Linked DNA regions of Mus musculus: all the other regions are linked to region 2. A link is a contact called in public HiChIP or PLAC-seq and promoter capture Hi-C data. All regions are on one chromosome and are shown on one strand. Each heading gives the region's core, a stretch centred on a gene start, on an enhancer-like site or on the middle of the called end of the contact. The rest is flanking DNA. Distances are from core to core; before and after follow the strand shown. Region 1 holds the start of Smim13 (small integral membrane protein 13). Region 2 holds the start of Edn1 (endothelin 1). Region 3 holds the start of Sycp2l (synaptonemal complex protein 2-like).

Region 1 (4,616 bases), core at 253-2,752, 1.1 Mb before region 2:
ACTCAGATCAGATGTTACTTCCTCAGGAAGTTCTTTCTCGATGACTACAATCTCAACACCCCCATGTTCGCCACAGTGCTTTACTTATTTTCATTGGGGATTTGCAATCCTTGCACACCCCTATTTATGTTATTGTCTGTATTGCCATGACTTTTTTTTAAAGATTTATTTATTATTATACATAAGTACACTCTAGCTGTCTTCTGACAGAAGAGGACATCGGATCTCATTACGGATGGTCATGAGCCATCATGTGGTTGCTAGGATTTGAACTCAGGACCTTCGGAAAGGGCAGTCAGTGCCATCTCACCAGCCCCTGCCATGGCTTTATCCTTGGCACCTCAAAGAAGTCCAGAGCACACAGAAGTGTTTGTTGTATGTGAATGAAAGAGAAGGTAAAAAGGTCTGGATTCTTCCTGATTTCTTTTGAACTAGATCTATTCAAATGTATTCCTTTCAACCAGATTGTAAATCAAACGTGCTCCGTTATGCAAGTGAGTTGGATCATCTGCTAAAAATGAATAAGTTGATTTCTAAATTTATTGCATCGAGCTCAACTCTCTCCACAGGAACTGTATATTAAATCTTGCGCAAAGCCAGTAATGCCTTGATGTATTTTTATGCTGCGTCTTAGCTGGAAAGCAGTTTACACAGTAGGGCATCTGGGAATGGCTAGCACAGAGTTGCAGTGGAAGGCGAAAGCCTTGATTTCTCAGGGAGGAAAGGGCTGATCACCTCTTGCGTTAACAGATGTGGCAGAACTGGGAGTTTTAATTTCAAATAGAAAAAAAGGACTTGAGATAAATACCTTGTTTTTCAGAAGTTAGTTCAAGCAAATGTGGCAAAACCTTTGGCTGTTGGCCAGATGTTGCTTGAATTAAAGGAGACAACAGAACGAAACTTGCTAAACAGGTAGGTGAATTAAGAGCACAGATGTCTCTAAGTCACTCACCAGTTACTTCTGAAGCGTACTATCTGTGAAAACACAACACAACATCTGTTGCTGGGGGAGGGGGAAGGCTTTCCAGATTCTGACGTCAGGGGACTTATTTCCTCACAAGTAACTAACCTTTGCCGGGAGCAATAGGTTGGGTTCAAGTACAACCTGTTTTTCAGGCAACAGCCATCCTCTTTTCCCTTTTGCTCACTAAAACCAATTTTGTATTTGAATTAACGGCTGAAATGTAACTGGCACCTCGGCAGGGAGACAGTCCGACGCACAGTCTTGAGAACAAGAATCAGCAGTCTCTAAGTTGGAGGTGGCGGCTCAAGAACACCAAAGGCACAGGGGACGGGAAAGGAGAGCAAGGAGAAGCCGGAGCAGCGTTGACTCCTGGGAGTGGTAGTTCGTTGCTGGGCGGAGACCTGGAGCTCTCGCCGATCTTTGCACTACATTACCCAGCAGGCCTCGCGCAGCGGCTGAGTCGCTGCGGAGTGGGTGCTTGGTGATGAGCTACCGCGGGGGAGGGGGCGGGGAGCGGAGGAGCAGCTGCAGCGGCCTCGGGGAGTGGTTGACATCTGGCGTCTCCGAGGGAGGAGGGGGACCTCGAGTGAGCTGCAGCCAGGGCCTGGCGTTCGCCGCGCCACCTCCAGATCACTCTTTCCCCGCCTCGACGTCCGCCATGGCAGCGCGTCCGTCCGTCGCCGGCCTCTCCGCTCGCCGTGGCTCCGGCTCCCCGGAGCGATGAGGAGGCGGTAGTGGCGTCCCAAGGCCCGCTCCACCAGCGACTCGGTCGCCCCGGCCGGGGGCAGGTCTGAGGGCCGGTCCCGTCGCGGCCCGCCCCCGCACCGCCAAGTTCCGCCCCCTGGGGGCGCTGCCCTCGGGCACCCGCGGTCCATGCCGCCCCGCCGCTCTGCCGCCCGCCGCTGAGCCCGCGCCCACCCCCCAGCTCTCAAAATGTGGCACAACGTGGGGCTGACCCTGCTGGTGTTCGTGGCCACGCTGCTGATCGTCCTGTTGCTGATGGTGTGCGGTGAGTGGGGGGTAACGCCGGGGGCGGTCGGGAAAGCTCGCGTGGACAAGTGTCCACGGTGATCACCTCGGTGGTCTCGGTGGCCACCGGGCTCCCAAGACCGAGTTTAGAGGAGTCATGCCTCTTGCTCAGGGCAGGTCGCCCGGGCATCACGAACCTTCAGGCTCAGCGAACCTTCAGGTCTGGCATCCTGACTCGAGGTAGAAGCACGTTTCTGCTTCCCCGGCAGGTTTGTCCTTGGTTGCCATAATGCCACAGCCTACCCAGATCTTTCACCGTGGCCTGTATTCGAAGGAGCAGTGATCGGTTTCATCTTTTTATTTGGATGTTCTGAACCTAGTGAGAGATTTCATCACCTTTTGGGTTTCCAGCGCACGTGAAGCTGTTTGTTTACTTCCAAGTTCAGGCTTTAACCAAATTCCCAGCCTACTTGATAATGGGCAGAGCCAAAAAAAAAAAAAAAAAAAAAAAAAAAAAAAAAAAACACCACTGGCGGTAATAAACTTCCAGGGTCAGGGAACCTTATCTTGGTTCTGCTGTCCTGGGGCTGTTTGGTCTGCTGCTGTGTACTTCTCTTCCCAGGAGGGAAGGAACGTTAAACTGTTCTCATGGCGTGTTTTCCATCCCTCTTAATTCGTTATGCACATAGCTGATAACCACAGGTCTCAGCCAGGAGACTGAACAATTGTGAGAGTTTGGAGAGTATTTCAAATAAATGACAGTAAGCACTGGTATTTAGAAGACCAAGTATGGGTTTGAAGTGATGGAGTATTGGGTTAAAATTTTATAAATACTGTAAAGCTTATTCTTACATAGTTAATGCTCAGTCCAGTAGCTATATTTGGAAAGATATGCACTTACATATTTAGACACCTATATGTGTATTTAAATTTTGTCAGTAATGCTGACTGAACCGAAGGCTTCACATATGCTCAGCACATGTTGAACTACATACAGAGCTAGTCCCAACTCTAACATTTTTGGCTAATTCTAGTGGTTCTAGATCTAAAGAATCCTTTTTAAAATCGGGGTCTCACTACGTAGCCTTGGCTGGCCTGGAGTTCACCATGTAGACCAGGCTGTTCTTGAACTCATGGAGGTCCAACTGCCTCAGCCTTCCAAACCCTAGGATTAAAGATGGCCAGTTTTGCCCAGCTGTGGTGGCGCACGCCTTTAATCCCAGCACTTGGGAGGCAAAGGCAGGAGGATTTCTGAGTTCAAGGCCAGCCTGGTCTACAGAGTGAGTTCCAGGACAGCCAGGGTTATACAGAGAAACCCTGAAATACGATGGCCAATTTTTTCTCTTTTTTTTTTCATGACATAAAAAAATGAAATAACATCTCCCCAGTTTCTAATGTGTGAAAAGGGTGATATCATTAATTGTTGTTTGCATTTTTTTTTTTGAGGTGGGAGCCCCACCAGGTTGGCATTGAACTTGCTGTATGGAGGAGGCGGAGGATCTTGAGTTGCTGATCCATAGAGGGCTACACCCAGTTTATTCAATGCTAGGATGGAACTTCAAGCTTCCTGCAGGCTAGGCAATCCACGCCCCCAGCTCAAGGGCCTTGAAATAAGAATAAACAAACCCTTGAGCGTTAGTTGGACACAGGGGTAAAGGCGTGTGTCACCCTTTCTACTCGGAATGAGAGTGTGAGAGTGTGACATACAAGCCATACTACATCTTGGACACAACACTTATCAAACTTGCTCTGAGACATTTTAAGTCCCTGGTTGCTTTCTTACCTTTCACTGGCCGGCGGGCTGCTTAGTTTTGCTAGTTTTTCTAAGTGTCATTAGCTTCAGGAAACCTGAGCGAGAGGCAAGGTCTGATACCTTTAAAACTAACAGCTTTATCACGTAGTCCAAATACTGTTCCTTGTTGGGAAACTAATGACAGGGTAGGGCAGCCCTTTTGTTCTGACTAGAAGGTGGCTGAAGGTTGAAGAGGAGGGGGAAGGGGCAGACCTGACCTGGGACCTGGGGTGCCGTGTTAGTTTGCTGGGGGCTCCATTGCAGAATCCCAGACTGCCTTGCTTCTCCCTCAGCTATTTACTCTCACAGTGCTGGAGGCGTGAAGGGCTTTAAGGGCATCTCCTTGGCGTGTAGATGGCCGTCACCTCCTGGTACTTTCATAGGGTCTTCCCGCAGTGTGTACCTGATACCAGTCACTGGGTCAGGGCCCTGGCCCTTGTGACCTTATGTCCTTTCCAGACAGTCACATTGGGAATTAGGATCTGTAATACATGCTGGAGGACAGCCTATAGCTGAGTGATTCAGGCATATGCCCTTAAATAATTCTTACCTTTCTGTGGTCATTGACTCTTTTGAGAAACTAGTTAATGCTTTGATAATTTTCAAAAAAAAAAAAAAAGTATAAACACATTTTTTCTTACCAACTTTTTTTTTTTTTTTGGTTTTTTTCGAGACAGGGTTTCTCTGTGTAGCCCTGGCTGTCCTGGAACTCACTCTGTAGACCAGGCTGGCTTCGAACTCAGAAATTCGCCTGCCTCTGCCTCCCAAAGGACTGGAATTAAAGGCGTGCGCTACCACACCCGGTCTTATTTAGCAGATTTTGTTAAACCAACACAGAGAGTTCAGCTCTGCAGTCTCTGCCCATTGGGCCAGGTCTCCTGTTTTCTGATC
Region 2 (4,961 bases), core at 2,349-4,848:
ACCTACGCACACGCACGCATGCACACACACACACACACACACACACACACGCGACACACATATAAACACACACTTCCTAAAATTATTCATGTAGAAGAAACAATTTTGCTTAACATCAAAATATTTTTTGAAAGTCTACCCATGGCACCCAAATCTGGCAAAGCAAAGGAACAAAGCAAACAAACAAACAAAAGTGTGAAAGAGATTTCCTGGTGACTGAGCTTCAGGATGCCAGGTCAGAAAGTCTGACACAACCTTTTAAACTAAATGTAAGACATACTTCATACTTTTTCTTTTTTTTTTTTAATGCATTGGATGAATTGATTCAGGCTATCTCATTTCCGGTGGGATAGTAACCATTATTTTCTTTGGATTAAAGGGAGAAAGAAACTTTGTCTCCCTCCTCACAGCTCCCGCGTGCATGCAGTGGGGCCTGGGCACAAGGACTGTAATGGACGGCATTTCATTGTATATAGCGTAGTCACCATCCTAGGCTTAAAGCAGGCTTAGTGTCTGCATAGCTTCGCCTTGCCCACAAACAAGCTAATTGCCACTCGTGTCCAGCAACCACACGGCAACTCTTCTCTTCCCTGAGCAAAATCTCACTCCAAATTTATTGGCTTGGCAAAGTTGCAAGTTTTGTTACGCAAAAGCTGAGAGAGACCAAAGTCGAGGAGTGCTAAAAACAGTACACTCTGCTACTGTGTAGTCTCTGTATTTGAGGCTCAGGGTGTTTTATTTATAGCTATCTATTAATATGCAGCCAAAGATACAGAAAAGAAAAACATAAAAACAACTTTATCAGGCAGTTTCCCCGCATTTCAAGGGTACATCTTAAGCAGGAACAGTAAGGCCAGCTGGGAGCTGTTGTGTGGCAGGGAAAAACCATTTTCCTTGCCACTGTTCAGGGTGATGGGCTGCAAAGAGCATTTCCCTGGGAACTGTTTTGAGAAGTGGGATGGACTCAGGGAAGGCACCTTCTATCCCCCATCCCCTGTAGTTATAAAACTTCCTTACATGTTTAGCCCTTTAGAGTCTTTAGCCTCTCTAATAGTAATACCTTAAGTGGAGGTGGGTAGGGCCATCCAGCTTGTCAAACTGGTTTGCTGCCCTCCTCTCTCCTCCCCCTGCTACTTGGCAAAAATTGTATCTGGTGAAGCTGCCCAAAGTAGCCTAGAGCTTCCTTCTCTGGGCTTGAATGAGGGTTCTTCCTTCCTTTCATGGGAAGACAAGGGAGTTAGGGGGCAGCTGTAAGGGACAGATGTGGAGAGATGGGCAGGAGGCAGAGCCTACATAAAAAAGGAGGCATAGGTGCCCATGCATGTACACAATACATATATACACAGAGGCCTAGAGAATTCAGGATAAAACATAAAAGGTAGGATTATACCTGGAAAGATGGGACCCTCCCAGGGCTAAGATCTTGTTTTTATTTGGGGTTTGCTATCACGGAGCTTTAGAAGAAGCTCAGAGTGGATGGCTGCCGAGGTTTGCATTTTACTTCTGAGTGTATGTTCAGAGTGGCACAGGTACACAAGAAGGGAGTGGGTAGTAGAAAAACACCTGGACAGTTCTCCTTTGCTTTCCTTCTCTCCCTGATGCTGTGGCCATCGCTATCTGCAGAGGTCCCTCAGCTGAAGGATGATGGCTCAGGCTAGACACTGGGGATGCCTTCCAGAACTGGGTTGGGCATTTCCGGGGTGGAGCTGAGGACAGGTTGGTCCTGACAGTTGCCAGTGTTTGGCCAAATTGGCCAGGAGGTCAGAAAGGGGTGTGGGGGGGAGGGGAGTACTTGTTTTCCCACTCACCTTTCTCTTGCTGGTGGGAAACTTGGGCTTTGGACCTTCCGGTGACATCAGCTCTCCTCTCCTCCAGGTCCCCTGAGGAGCTGGGGTGGGATGAGCTGGCTTCCTGTTGGGGCCCAGGTCTAGGGGCAGTTGTCACCTCCTGGCCCCCACCCTCAGGGGTTGGGCTGAGGTAAGCAAAGCAGAGGCAGAGGCTTACCAGTGGCCCTGGGCCTCGGGTGTGGGTGTGGGAGGGATGCTGGTTCCTGCTTCTTCAATGTCTCCAGCTCTTAGTCCAGAGTCTCCTAAGGGACAGAGTTCTTAGTGACCTAAAGCTGCTGCTGCTGCTGCTGCTGCTGCTGCTGTGTCTCCCCTACTGAGATTCCCAGAGAGGTCACTAGGCCTAAGCATGTCTCTGTCCACAGCGTGGGTATTGCTATCAAGTCTGCCTTTTGATTGTAGAGGTGAAGAAATAAATGGTTGCATGGACTGGATTGAGTCTATTTTGGCCTCTACTCCCAGGGAAAACTGAAGTCAAACAAGACGGGATGAAGAAGGGACCTTTGTGGTAGCATCCTAGGGAAACCACTCTGCGTGGATCCTGTGTGTTGTTTCCAGCTTATGGGCATTCCGGGAGCTTGTTGAAAAAAGCCAACGTGTTTTCTGTGTGTTTTGCTTTATTCATGAAGACATGTTGTCACTTGTGCCTTAATAACCCATGGACACCTGGGGGAGGGAGTCTTTCATGGTAAAATAGACAGGAAACTGTTTGGAAAATGTAAACACGTTATTAAAGGGTGAGGTATGATCTGATGCACATATTCAGCATCGGCAGTCCTTCCCTCCCCACACCCCCCTTGTAGCTTTCTAATCAAGCACAGACCGCAGGTTTGCCCGAGTAAAGAAGCAAAGTGATGTGGAGGAGACTCTGGAAAGTCGGGGAAGGGAATAATGGAATGCCCTGAAGCCACCTCTCTTTAGTATGTGAGGCGCCCCTTCTCTGCCTGGCCACAGCTTGTTACTAATCATTTAGAAGCCGAGGCTTTAGTTGTTTTATCTTATTAAAGCATAAGCCCCTGCAGCTCTCCATCTCCCCCTGGCGGTCGTCTCTGCCATTTCTCAAGATCCTTCGCGATAGCAGCAATTCCCAGGGAGAGGCTGGGCACAAGAAATATTGGAGGGCGAGTGTGTGTGTGTGTGTGTGTGTGTGTGTGTGTGTGTGTGTGTGTACGTGTACTTCTGATCGGCGATACTAGGGAGATAAGGATGTACCTGACAAAACCACATTGTTGTTGTTATCATTATTATTTAGTTTTCCTTCCTTGCTAACTCCTGACGGAATCTTTCTCACCTCAAATGCGAAGTACTTTAGTTTAGAAAAGACTTGGTGGAAGGGGTGGTGGTGGAAAAGTAGGGTGATCTTCCAAACTAATCTGGTTCCCCGCCCGCCCCAGTAGCTGGGATTCAAGAGCGAAGAGTGGGGATCGTCCCCTTGTTTGATCAGAAAGACATAAAAGGAAAATCAAGTGAACAATGATCAGCCCCACCTCCACCCCACCCCCCTGCGCGCGCACAATACAATCTATTTAATTGTACTTCATACTTTTCATTCCAATGGGGTGACTTTGCTTCTGGAGAAACTCTTGATTCTTGAACTCTGGGGCTGGCAGCTAGCAAAAGGGGAAGCGGGCTGCTGCTCTCTGCAGGTTCTGCAGCGGTCTCTGTCTAGTGGGTGTTTTCTTTTTCTTAGCCCTGCCCCTGGATTGTCAGACGGCGGGCGTCTGCCTCTGAAGTTAGCCGTGATTTCCTCTAGAGCCGGGTCTTATCTCTGGCTGCACGTTGCCTGTGGGTGACTAATCACACAATAACATTGTTTAGGGCTGGAATAAAGTCAGAGCTGTTTACCCCCACTCTATAGGGGTTCAATATAAAAAGGCGGCGGAGAACTGTCCGAGTCAGAAGCGTTCCTGCACCGGCGCTGAGAGCCTGACCCGGTCTGCTCCGCTGTCCTTGCGCGCTGCCTCCCGGCTGCCCGCGACGCTTTCGCCCCAGTGGAAGGGCCACTTGCTGAGGACCGCGCTGAGATCTAAAAAAAAAACAAAAAACAAAAAACAAAAAAACCCAGAGGCGATCAGAGCGACCAGACACCGTCCTCTTCGTTTTGCATTGAGTTCCATTTGCAACCGAGTTTTCTTTTTTTCCTTTTTCCCCACTCTTCTGACCCCTTTGCAGAATGGATTATTTTCCCGTGATCTTCTCTCTGCTGTTCGTGACTTTCCAAGGAGCTCCAGAAACAGGTAGGCGCCACTTGCGAATCTTTCTACTTCAGCGCAGCGCAGTTATCGCTTCTGTTTTCCACTTTTCTTTCTTTCTTTTCTTTCATTCTTTCCTTTTTATTTATTTTTTTAATTACTGAAGCTCCAGCAGCAAGTGCCTTACAATTAATTAACTTCTGTGTGAAGCGAAAGAAATAAAACCCCTGTTTGAATACAACTGACTACAACCGAGTATCGCATAGCTTCAAAATAACGTTGTAGCAGTACAGCTGAAGCAAAAATCTATTTTGAAATAAGTGTGTTTAGGGTTGCACGGTTCATTTAGGGGCTTATTCAAACGTTGTCTTGATAGTGCGCTAATGTGTAAAATATTGAAACACTCCAACTTAAAGCCAAGGAATTTTATTCGGGTCATGCAGGCACACCGTGAGCAGGGAAATCACCTGCCGATCAACCATGCGCTGAATAACCCCGCAGGCGGTTTCAGGGCGAAGCACATGCTTTCTTTAAAATTTGTCACTATTGACTTAAGGTTTCATTTGGCAGGTTTTTGGCATCTTCAAACACTGTGAGCTCTATTGCAGTTGTATTCACCTGTCCTGGGAGGGGAGCCGGGATCATTCCTGCCTGATTAAGGAATTAGACAGTACGGGCCACAGCTGGTTCTTTTCTCCTCCCATCCTGTTTTTTGAGGGTCAGTGCCCTCTTTTTGTCTTTTCATGACCCTAAGCAAAGAGAAAGGATGTCAAAAGGGTGAAAGCCCTGGAATGTGTCTGATCGTTTGGAATGAACAAAATCGAGCAGATAAACTGCGCGGCGATGCTGTGTTGGGCCAGAGGGAGGTGTCAAGTCCCACAGCAAGCTGTGCTGCCCAAAGATTCTGAATTCTGAACCCACGGGG
Region 3 (4,704 bases), core at 1,784-4,283, 1.2 Mb before region 2:
ACTTTGTAGGATCAGAGAACCGTGTTCAGAGAGCATCCACAGCTAAGGCGACCTTCTCTCTCTTTCATCTGCCTCTCTTTGACAATTCTGGCACTAGGAACACTCAATATAAGAAAGCCTCAAGCATCTCTAGCCACCGCAGTGTGGGATCCTGGACCACTCGAGAAGATGGGCTTCCAGAATCTCTTCCCCATGTACTTGCCTTGCACCGGCCCTATTCCATTGTCAGCCTTAGCTGAAATAAATAAATACATAAGTAAGTAAATAGATAGGGCGATAAATACATAAAAATAAGCGAGCAGACTCTACAGTGCAGGTCACTGTTAGAGGAGGGGTTTCCAACTTGGTCTGTTTGGGTCACTCTTAGACTCAGCGGGGGAGCACAGTTCTGGCTTTGCTTGAGCAATGCCTTCTGAGGAGTGTTCCCAACTTCTGTGTAAACCCAGCAAGAGCTGGTGCGCTTTACAGCCAGGGTTTCTTTGCAACACCTCAGGAAGGAGGGATCGGACCCTGCAAGCCCCTGGGCTCTACCTCCCAGTCAAGGGCTTGCTTGAGAGTCAGCTCAGTAGAAGATCTGGTTTTGCAGAAGGCAAGTAGAGCCTTTTGGAACCCTGGAGTGACAAGAGAAGGCTGTGGGAGAGGGGAGGCCAGCTGGGAGCCATGCCTGAGCTCTCTCTAGCTATAGATTCTTAGTCTCTATATACAAACTCTTTGCAGGTGAAAGTAATTTGTTAATATTCTGAACGTCTCCCTAAAGTTCTTTTCTAAAAATAGCTCACACAGGGTCATTCCTGAAGTGTAGTTGTGGACAAATATGTGTCTCCATTTTCCACTGAGCCTTCTTGTTGCTGACTGCCAAGGTCCAGATATTTCTGGCATTTGGTTGCTTTTTGGTTCATTTGTCTCTCAAAACTTAAAACTACTGACTTTTTTTTTAAAATAAAATTTAAGCCTCATTAAAAGCAACAAAGACAATTCACGGTTTTTGAAAGAGTTAAAAATATGACTTTAAAACCAGCCATTTAACATGGCCTCTGAACATGTATAAAGGTCAATTTCTGGTCATACGGCAAACAGTGTTAGGATGGCCCTTATCTCTATGCTTTTGAAAGACCTAGAATCAATCTTTCAAAAACAAATGATGACCCTGTCCCAGAGATGGCTTAGTGGGTAGGAGCATTCAATGAACAAGACTAAAGATCTGAGTCAAAGCCCTCAACAAACAAACAAACAAACAAACAAAAAACGGAGGGAGCAGACTCCATTGGTGTTATAACCTCCACCACACAAACAGAAAATGTAATTTATATCTTAAATGCAGATTGATTTGTTTGGGAGGGGAGAGGAACCAACACACTCAACCAGGATGCTGGTGCAAGCCTGTGACCCCAGGAACTGCGAGAAGGATGGAGGAGGACCAAAGGTTCAGGGCCATCACAGGCGGCATGAGACCTGGTCTCAGAAAAACACGCATAAATAAAAAACCAAGATGGTTTTCAGTTTGCGAAGAATTAAAACATATGCATCAGGTTGCCCTGTAATTGAGTGTAAAATATGTTAGTCAAAGAAGTTAATCAAAGTGAAAATACAAATAAGTTCTGATGTATTGATGTCTATCTTGTTGCTTATAATAGCTTCTGCATTGCCACTATAGGAGTCGGAAGTATATCATTTCTCCCCAATTCTGAAAATGATGTCTCCTTGCCAATATTTTTTTAAAAAATTATTCATTTTAGTTTAAATATTTATTTAAATAATAATTATTATTTAAAAGAATTAAAATATTAGTTATTAAAATACTGTATTCCCCAAAGTGGAATGTGTTTAAGTTGGATTTTGATCACCACTCTTGAGAGGTTGTGCTCTTTCCTGCGTCACTATTTGCACCGACTTAAGATACGCTGCATTCTCGTCTGTCATAGTCTTGATCACTATTTAATATGCTATACAAGAATCAGCTGAGGAAGAAGCAAGCCTCCGAATCCGCAAGGTTTAAGCTAGAGTAGGGAAATGAATTCCGACTCATTGCTATCCGGATCCGGGGCTCAAGATCAGGTGCCCAGGCTTTAAAGCAGGCTGAGTCACCTCTCCAGTTATTTGCTTACAAGGAAAACAAATCATAATACAACTTATTTTTTCGTGGGGTTTTCACATATTTGGTCTCTACAAAAAGAATCTTGCCCCTAGCGCACGCGCACACACACACACACACACACACACACACACACACACACCTAGGTTAAATGAAGTTTTCAAAACCAAGCTTTTTTTTTTTTTTTTTTTTTTTTAATTCCTCCTCTTAGGTGGCTCAAGTCTGTAATCACAGCACCACGGGAGGTGGTGGAGACAAGAGTTCAGCCTGGGCCACATAGTGGGACTCAAGAAAATAAATATGGCCCTTTTCCTTCTGACTAAGGTATTATTTAACTCTTTATTTTATGGTATCGAGGTTGTATTAGTAATTCCGGGTCAAGGACCACACCTCCTTCTGAACATGAATTCCCCTTCCCAGGGCGCCTTTGTTTGGTCAAGAGACAGCACTGGCCCTGGCCCGGTGGCTCACTCTTTCTAAGCTTTCTGAGCGACAGAGTGAGTTCCATGTGGGTGCAGAATGAGACCCTGAAACCAAACTAAACCCAAACCACCATACTGAAGTGATTCGGGCTAGGCACTTGGTCGGTCTCTCCAGAGAGCAGTAAACCTCTCCAGCCTCAGCCACAAGGGTGCGAGCTCAGAACAGCTCGGCTCCTGAAGGTGTGTGCAAGCAGGTGTGCCTTCCTCTGCCGGTGAGTGTGCCCGGGGGCAGGCAGCCTGACCGCGCTGCTTTCTAGAATCTCAAACACCGGAGTTCAGTAGAGTTCAGGCACAGGTTCATCCAATTGGAGTTTCTTGGCGAAAACTGAAATCCAAGAGTTACTTGCGACTTGGATCCTCGCTTTGATCTCAGTGCGGATCTATGACCATCGGTGGCGGGAGCTGTGTAGCTAGGTGTTGAATGGGCTGTGGACGCGGGGGATCCCCGGAAGCCTCGGGATGTCTACGGTGAGTGACATCTTGAGAACAGCCTGGCCTTCCTTCCAGGGTCCTGGTGCGGAGGGAACTTTCTCTTCAGTGACGCTCGGCCTTGGCTGCCTCCTCTGCCGGGCAGTAGGACAAGTCCTTGGGATATCGGGATACTTTGGGGCTCATCATCCTCTTGGGTTTGCATGGAGCTGTCTGGCAGCTTTCAGGGACAGAACGGGGATCCTCAAACTCTGCTCAAAACACCCCTGGGGAGGAGAAATGGAGAGCTGGAGCTCCGCAGCTCTTTTGAGAGAACTACGGACCACTTTTCCAGACTGCAGACCTCTTTATCCCATTCCTGTCCTGGCGAGCCAGGCAGCAGCAAGGAAAAGACAGTCTTGGCGACAGATGGGGTCTTAGTTACTTCTGAGCGCCTGCATTTAGCTCCCAGTTACTTGCCATTGGCTAGCCCGCTGTTGAAAAGCATAAACCTAGATGGAATGGGTCTTCTATGTCTCCTACTTATACATAAGGACGATAACAGAATTGAGAAATACACCGACATTAGAGACTTTGATTCAGTTCCTAGAAACAGGACTGTTTTGTTTGTTTGTTTGTTTGTTTGTTTTGAGACAGGGTTTCTCTGTATAGCCCTGGCTGTCCTGGAACTCACTCTGTAGACCAGGCTGGCCTCGAACTCAGAAATTGGCCTGCCTCTGCCTGCGCCACCACTGCCCGGCCAGGACTGTTAACCTAAAGTAAGTGTATGTGTATTTTTATATATATAATTTTTTTTTCTTGTGGGAAACAGGGTCTCATTTGCCTAGGCTAGTGTAGATTCTCCGCGTAGCTGAGAATTACTTTGAACTCTTGATGGACTTCTCAAGTGCTGGGATCATAGGCGGTACCCACCACAGCCCACTGACCTAAAAGGGTCACTTAGCAGAGATTTCTTTTGTGTACACGATGCCATTCCATGAAATTAACTGAGGCAAATGGAGAGATGGGGTGCTCTGTGTGTAAAAGGCAGAACCAGGCACAGCCCCTTGATGAAATAAATGTACCATCTCACACACGTTTGGAAGCCCCTTTGTGGGCTGTGGATGTTTGCATCTTGAGATGTTACTGTGTGCACACTAATGTTAAACTCTATGTCACGAATATGAGGACACTTTGGATCTCATTTCTAATTCCCATTTGTAATATACATTTTGGGTATGGGTTTGAATTTAAACACGGATTTTATTGACTCCCATATCCCTTCCTATTTCCCAGTGTTCTCTATAGCGTTTATGTTTATTTTGTCTGGATATTGGTTCAGACGCCTTCTCTGCTGCTTGGGAGAGAAGCCTGCTTCTCGAGGCCAGCCTGGTCTACAGAGTGAGTTCCAGGATTTTGTTTACCCAGACCATGGCAAAGAAGGTGACACTTGTGGGATGGGGTTGGTTTGTTTTAAACACCATCTAATATGCTGAAGTATAGCCTCTTCAACCGTTGATGGCAGGAGTGGGGGTGGGGAGGACTCAGTTTTCTTTCCTGGGAGTTTGGCCATGCTCCAGTGAGTATATGGGCAACACAAACTGGACTTGGTAGGTTTGCTTGTTTGTTTTCTAGGGAGGGCACAAGGGTGGGAAGGTGGGCATGGAAGTATTGGGAAGTGAGTATGATAGGGTGCATTGTATGAAATTTCCAAATAATAAA

The links. Promoter capture Hi-C pulls out the DNA fragments that hold promoters and counts their contacts. HiChIP or PLAC-seq counts read pairs in DNA pulled down with a chosen protein or histone mark.
Region 1: an H3K27ac HiChIP or PLAC-seq map of large pre-B cells shows a contact between it and region 2, with 5 times the contacts expected there. The contact joins the promoter of Smim13 here to the promoter of Edn1 in region 2. A contact is called at or near these places in 2 of 39 promoter capture datasets (cranial neural crest and hippocampal neurons), 1 of 115 datasets of contacts at active chromatin or transcription factors (large pre-B cells) and 1 of 9 other capture datasets (liver).
Region 3: a contact with region 2 is called in a promoter capture Hi-C map of stem cell-derived epiblast-like cells, with 3 times the contacts expected there. The contact joins the promoter of Sycp2l here to the promoter of Edn1 in region 2. A contact is called at or near these places in 2 of 39 promoter capture datasets (pre-B cells and stem cell-derived epiblast-like cells) and 1 of 9 other capture datasets (liver).

Annotation. Positions count from the first base shown.
Region 1 is chr13:41,248,342-41,252,957 of GRCm38.p6, forward strand. It overlaps Smim13 (small integral membrane protein 13), which reads left to right and starts at 1,503. Exons shown (of 2, transcript NM_001135577.2): 1 at 1,503-1,973. The coding sequence starts at 1,898.
Region 2 is chr13:42,297,878-42,302,838 of GRCm38.p6, forward strand. Edn1 (endothelin 1) reads left to right here and starts at 3,599. Exons shown (of 5, transcript NM_010104.4): 1 at 3,599-4,081. The coding sequence starts at 4,018.
Region 3 is chr13:41,111,386-41,116,089 of GRCm38.p6, forward strand. It overlaps Sycp2l (synaptonemal complex protein 2-like), which reads left to right and starts at 3,034. Exons shown (of 29, transcript NM_001324525.1): 1 at 3,034-3,042. The coding sequence starts at 3,034.